Linked DNA regions of Zea mays: region 1 is linked to region 2. The links are chromatin contacts, called in public Hi-C maps. All regions are on one chromosome and are shown on one strand. The core of a region is the stretch at or near the end of the contact, and the rest is flanking DNA. Distances in the headings are between cores, read along the strand shown. Region 1 holds the start of LOC100191940. Region 2 overlaps LOC103632082 (tRNA ligase 1).

Evidence for each region. Hi-C and Micro-C count contacts between places; a contact is called where the count stands out from the background.
Region 1: a contact with region 2 is called in a Hi-C map of leaf, with 7 times the contacts expected there. The contact joins the promoter of LOC100191940 here to the enhancer-like site in region 2. A contact is called at or near these places in 6 of 25 Hi-C or Micro-C datasets (bundle sheath, ear, endosperm and 2 more).

What each region holds. Positions count from the first base shown.
Region 1 is chr7:15,392,754-15,395,767 of Zm-B73-REFERENCE-NAM-5.0, reverse strand. It overlaps LOC100191940, which reads left to right and starts at 1,742. Exons shown (of 2, transcript NM_001371776.1): 1 at 1,742-2,592; 2 at 2,689-3,014. The coding sequence starts at 1,964.
Region 2 is chr7:15,302,913-15,305,966 of Zm-B73-REFERENCE-NAM-5.0, reverse strand. LOC103632082 (tRNA ligase 1) reads right to left here. Exons shown (of 27, transcript XM_008653934.3): 24 at 3,054; 25 at 2,576-2,678; 26 at 1,885-2,043; 27 at 1,001-1,750. The coding sequence ends at 1,358. Among protein-coding and RNA genes, the nearest start is that of LOC103632083, 23 kb to the right of the region's middle. Within about 2 kb of position 1,711, at least 14 of the 20 cell types and tissues checked have an H3K27ac peak or open chromatin away from gene starts, as enhancers often do. A contact at or near this core is called in ear and leaf, where this site is marked.

The DNA.
Region 1 (3,014 bases), core at 493-2,992, 90 kb before region 2:
AGCGCTAGCGAGAGCCACCTAGAGCACACACCACTTGCATTAGGCTTCTCTTGGTCAAGCGAAAGTCTACGGCTTGTTACTCTTGGTGATCGGCATCACCTAGACGGCTTGGTGGCGTTTGGGAGCTCGGTGATCACCGTGAAGATCTTGTTGGTGACCCGACTCAAGTTTGTAAGCGGTCTCGAGGGATCCACCGCGCCTGAGTGGCAAAGGATCATCTCGTAGTGAGCACTTGGTTCTTGCGAGGACTAAGGGGGAGCGATACCCTTGCGCGGGTGCTCCAACGAGGACTAGTGGAGAGTGCCGACTCTTCGATACCTCGGGAAAAAATTGGAGTCTTCTAAACCTTGCTTTACATTCCACACTTAATTCAAGCACTTTACATTGTGTATTTGTTTAGCAAGTATTTGAAGTATTGTCTAAGGCATTATTGTATTTCTAGTATTATTATCTTAGTGCTAGTTGTTGGGGTGAAGTTGGGCTCTTGTTTAGCTCTTGCTTAGTTTTTAATTAGTGTTGATTTTTAGAAAAAACCCAATTCACCCCCTCTTGGGCATCGTGATCCTTTCATTACGTTATCTAAAAAATGGGGTGGATGAGCTCTTTGGATTTCTTGAATTAAAATATACCAGGAAATATATACTATACTTAAAGCATCGATTTCAACGGTCGTCTCGCGTAATTTTTTTACAAATAACCTCTCACAACTATTTTAAATTAACCCGATATACTTTTATAGATGGCTAAACGGTGGCCCGGCACGAGCCAGACGCCCGCGGGCCACAACTCTGGCCTAGTCACGTCATGCTGACTTGCTGACTGTGCCGGATCAGCCCGTTAACCCGTCGGCCCATTTGATTAAATCAGCGTAAAATGTTAAAGGTCCGGCACGGGTCAGACGCCCGCGGGCCACAACTCTGGCCCAGGCACGTCATGCCGACATGCTGACTAACCAGTAGAACATCATGCTTAGATGTCTCTAATATTGAATATAAATTGTATATATGTATATACGTTTTTTTAAAATAAAAATATATATAATCGTGTCAGGCCGAGGCTACAGCCCAAGCACGGCATGACGTTATTGGCTCTTGCAAGCATTAGGTCGTTTCTGAGACTACATTGGCGGAATGGACTCAATGGTGTTTAAGGTTGCTGAATTGGATGGAACAACAATGATTTGTCACACTAACAGTAAAATGAAAGGTTATTTGTTGGTTTTAAACGTTAGTAATTGCTACGAAGTAGCATAATTTGTATGGAGCGCATCCAGTTTTTATTGATGACTGACTTTAGCAATCACTCCATATTTTGATTTATCTTCTTTATAAGTTTGAGTTCATGTGAATTACTCACAAACTTTCTCTTATTTGGTCTCTGTATGGTGGAATTATGTCATTTTATAATCTATGTTCGTTCAGTCAGTCGTTGTGAACTCTCTTTTAATCGCTCACTTCATTGGTCATGTTGTACCAAGACATATTGGATGGAGTAAACAATAACATCAGTTAGCCAAATCAAAAAAATATTATACGGAGAGCGGAGACAATCAATAAAAAATCTTGAAGTTTTTTTTATTGATAGTTTACATGTGTATTGTTGTAAGCCGTCGCAACGCACGAGCAACCGACTGGTGCCTCCTAAATTTCGAGGGAATATTGCAATAACAAAAGGTATATAATATGTGTTGCACGGCACATTCCAAAAGGTGGCAATTTGAACTGTTCCAAGCTTCCGAGCAATTTCTTCCCTGAAACGTAGCCAAACCTGCCTTGCCCTCTGCTTGCTAGTCCATCTCTTCTCTCTTCTCCATCCATGTAGATAAATAGACGCCAAGCGCTCTCGGCACCGGAGCAGGCCGGCGGGTTCAGTGGCCCCTGCAAGTGCAAGCTAAGGCTCACAGCATCCGTTCGGTTCCGGCTCCGAGGGACTCGCTCCCGTCGGGGACGGATATATATCCATCATGGAGGCGGCGGCGGCATCTTCTCTGTGGGGCGGCCTCAACTCCGGCATCATGCTGAGCCTCCTGGCCGTGGTGTGGGCCATGCTGTGGCAGGCGCTGCAGGGCCTCCAGCTGCAGCAGTACTTCGGGCGCCACTCCCGCCGCCTGTCGCGCCGCCTCGCGTCCATCCTGGACCCGGACCTCACCGTCACCGTCGCCGAGTACGACGGCGGGCGCATGCGCCGCAGCGACGCGTTCAAGGAGGCCAAGGCGTACCTGGAGCGCGCCACGCGGGAGGCCCGCGGCGGGGTGCGCCACCTCAAGGCCGAGCCCGACAAGGACCCCGACCGCCTCCTGCTCAGCATGGACGACGACGAGGAGATCACCGACGAGTTCAGGGGCGCCACCGTCACGTGGCGGGCCTGCACGGCGCCGCCGCGCGAGGACAGCGCGCCGGCCTACTTCTGGGGCCGCGCCCCGCGCGCCGACCGCAGGTTCTACCGCCTCTTCTTCGCCGAGCGCCACCGGGACCTCGTCCTGGGAGACTACCTCACCCACGTCCGCCGCGAGGGGCGCGCCGTCATGGTCAAGAACCGCCAGCGCAAGCTCTTCACCAACATCTCCGGCGACGGCTCCTGGGACTCGGACGGGTAAATACATATAATCTTCTAGCTAGTACTGGCACTAGGCACTAGGCAGGCAGATCTCGGAGCTGATTTTTGATGCGCCAGCTTGTGGTCCGACAGTGTTTGGAGCCACGTGGTGTTCGAGCACCCCAAGACGTTCGCGACGCTGGCCATGGACCCGGACAAGAAGAAGGAGGTGATGGACGACCTGGACGCGTTCCGCAACGGCAAGGACTACTACGCGCGCGTCGGCAAGGCGTGGAAGCGCGGCTACCTCCTGTACGGGCCGCCGGGGACCGGCAAGTCCACCATGATCGCCGCCATGGCCAACCACCTCGACTACGACGTGTACGACATCGAGCTCACGTCCGTGCGCACCAACACCGACCTTCGCAAGCTCTTCATCGAGACCACCAGCAAGTCCATCATCGTCGTCGAGGACATCG
Region 2 (3,054 bases), core at 462-2,961:
GGACGGTCCGCCGCAAAGGCCCGGACGGTCCGCGCTTGGCCTGATTTTCCAAAAAGCTTCTCCTGTCCGAAATAATCTACGGTATTCCGGATAGCCGATTTAGTATAGTGGTAGATGAACCTTTGGCACCTGTAGAACATATAATCTAAAGCAAACTAGTTAGTCCAATTATTTGTGTTGGACAATTGAACCACCAAAATCAATTAGGAAAAGGTGTAAGCCTATTTCCCTTTCAGTAGTTAATCGGACTATTAGCTATGGTGTTTCATCTACAAAAGGCTAATAGTTGAATTATTATTGAGGTTGTTTAAATGTTTCTAACTAATTTGAATAGTTAATTATTAACTTGAGTGTATTCAAACAAGGCCTAAAAGTAGGGATCTATCGAGTTTGGTGACATACTTTGGTAAGTTATATAGGATTAGACAATCACCCACACGACTTGGGATGGTTTCAGACGTTATTAGAAAATATACTAAAGACAAAAAAGGATGTCTAGCATGCGATATTATTAGATGTTTGGTTTTAAGAATCACTCAATCCAAGATAAGATGACGCATCATGAGCCTATTTCTCAAATTTTTCTCAAATTTAGTGGGATAACCCTCATTTCTTATATTAGTATTAACTAACTAAATATGAAAAATGAGGTGGTGATGGATCAACTCAATCTATTCCGCAAATAAACAAAAAAGTGAGAAATAAGATGGTGGACTAGATTATTCCTTAAACCAAACACCCTATATATTTCCAATCCCGTTGATTAGAGACGGGGCAGCAAGCCAACCAGTGAAGCCAGCCGTCAGCCGGAGAGGAAGTCATGTTGAAAAATGGGTGGGAGCAGCAGAGCCACGAAAAAGTGTACCGCGGATACGTGTTCAGCACTGTCCTAATCCTTCAGCTTCATTATTCAAAATTGATTCTGTTTTCCACTCACCAGCATTATGTTAGCCAGTCAACGAAGCATTCGGTGTTGCAACTTTGTAATAAGTACACAAAATAAAGGTAACATACCACCAACACGAACTTTATTTCTGGTCAACTGTCCTGTCAAACGGCCTCTGGAAATTCAAAAATACACTAGAAAGTAGAATGATGTGCTTGCTATACAGATAATTATCTCCTCTAGTGCTAAGTGCTGGCTTAAAAAATCGATGGTATCTTGCACTTATTGGAAAACATGGAAGTAGAAATGCAGCAGTCCAGGTCAGTCCTATAGTATCAAAAATTTATGTGGTGTAAGACTCGACGATTGTCTTGTCCACAATCAGCTAATAACGTAAGGCCCGCAGCAGCAAATTATTCTTTATTCCACCTTCACCTCTGCACATCCGTATCCTAAAACCGAGGAGACAAATCAGTAGAAGTCCACCACCCCCGATATGGTGATGGGAGGGTCAATCGGCACCCGTTCTGCTTTTCCTTCTGAAGCCAGCTGCGGCAGCATGTTTGCCTCCTTTGGAGTGACGCCTGGAGCCGTCCACAGAGTGGCATGTGGCCACTCGTTCCTGGAATTGATCGGCTCATCGTTTACTGCTCCCAGCTGTGCCTCGAGAGCGGCCATCTTGTCAGTGTAGTACAATGCGTTGAATGACACGGGGACTTCCTGGTGCTGGTAGATGCCATAGCTTGCGACAGCAGACACACCATGGCCTCGTTTGTGGGCAAGGGTGACGTGAACCTTCGTTAGGTTGTCCTCCAGTCTTATCTTGTTCACAAAACTGTCGACAGCCGTGTCCTTCTCTGCCACCTGTTATAGTAACGCAGCATAGGACAAGTGTCAGATTGCAACATCGTCACTGCAATGACAACCTACCATGAGTCCTTCACAGCAACATACAGAACAATGTTTTCTCAGCGCAGCTGAGCATATACACTTCTTACCTTACGGAGAAGGCCCAATATATCAGGCGGGGTTAATCGAACAGCAGCAAACATGATATTTCCAAACTTCCGCTTCCCAGTATCAGGTGTTTTGAGATCACCCTTTGCAACAGCTTTTAACTGTTCCAGTACTGCTTTCACAGCATAGTCAAAAGGAACCTAGAAAAAAAAGTATAGATACCATCAGAACTGCATCATGATTTCTGGGTGCTTAAGTTGCACCATTATAACAGACCCTTGTGGTGTAAGTGTACAGGATTAAGATCAGTGCATAGTAGACCAATGAAAGACCTGATTAAGCACATCACATGAAAATGAAAATGCTACTGCTACACCATATTAACATTAGTATGGTGCTCCCTTTCCCACATAAGGTTGAGCCAATTTAGACTACTGATCTACCAGTAACTTATCTTGGCCTAAGCAAACAATTCTTTTAATGTTATTTAATTCATAACATTGGTGGACGGACTTTTTTTTCTCTAACACGCAAGAGAGGTGGATGGAGGACTTGTATGGCATAATCTAGCAACCTCCAAGTTCTTATTGGAGTCCTCATATATAAAGTGTAAAAGAAATTACTACAGCAAACTACTTAGTTATCGTAGATTTGTAGTAGACCCACATGTTAAAATGTGTATAAACATTCAGCAACCATTATAATCTCGAATAATAAATGAAATATGGTTACCTGAATTGAGTTAAGATGATCAGCATTCCCAAACAAGGTCGCACGCAACCTTTGTTCCCATTGTGCCCATTCTTTAGCGTATGAACCTTTTGATGGCTCTGCTCTGATTTGACATCGTTTTGCAAAACATCAGGCAATGTATATAGACATGTGAAAACCACTAGTTATGTCAACATCATCAGATGAAGTAATACTGCTACAAGTGTGGTTAACTGTTTCTACAGAAAAGGGGATTTGGAGAACATTCTTCTCTATACAAGTGTGATTGAAGATTGGACAAAAGTATTCCCTCGACGACATAAATATGAAGTAATACTATGTATAAAATAAGGGTTATACTGCTAGTCTGCTTGTTTTTGAGGAATGTTAATCTGCTATTGAACAAAGGCATTCGACCCTATACAACCAGAGTGTTGTTTACTGTTCACAACGTGCTAAAAAGGGGGTTTTAATATTAATATGCATTTCAGTTTCATACC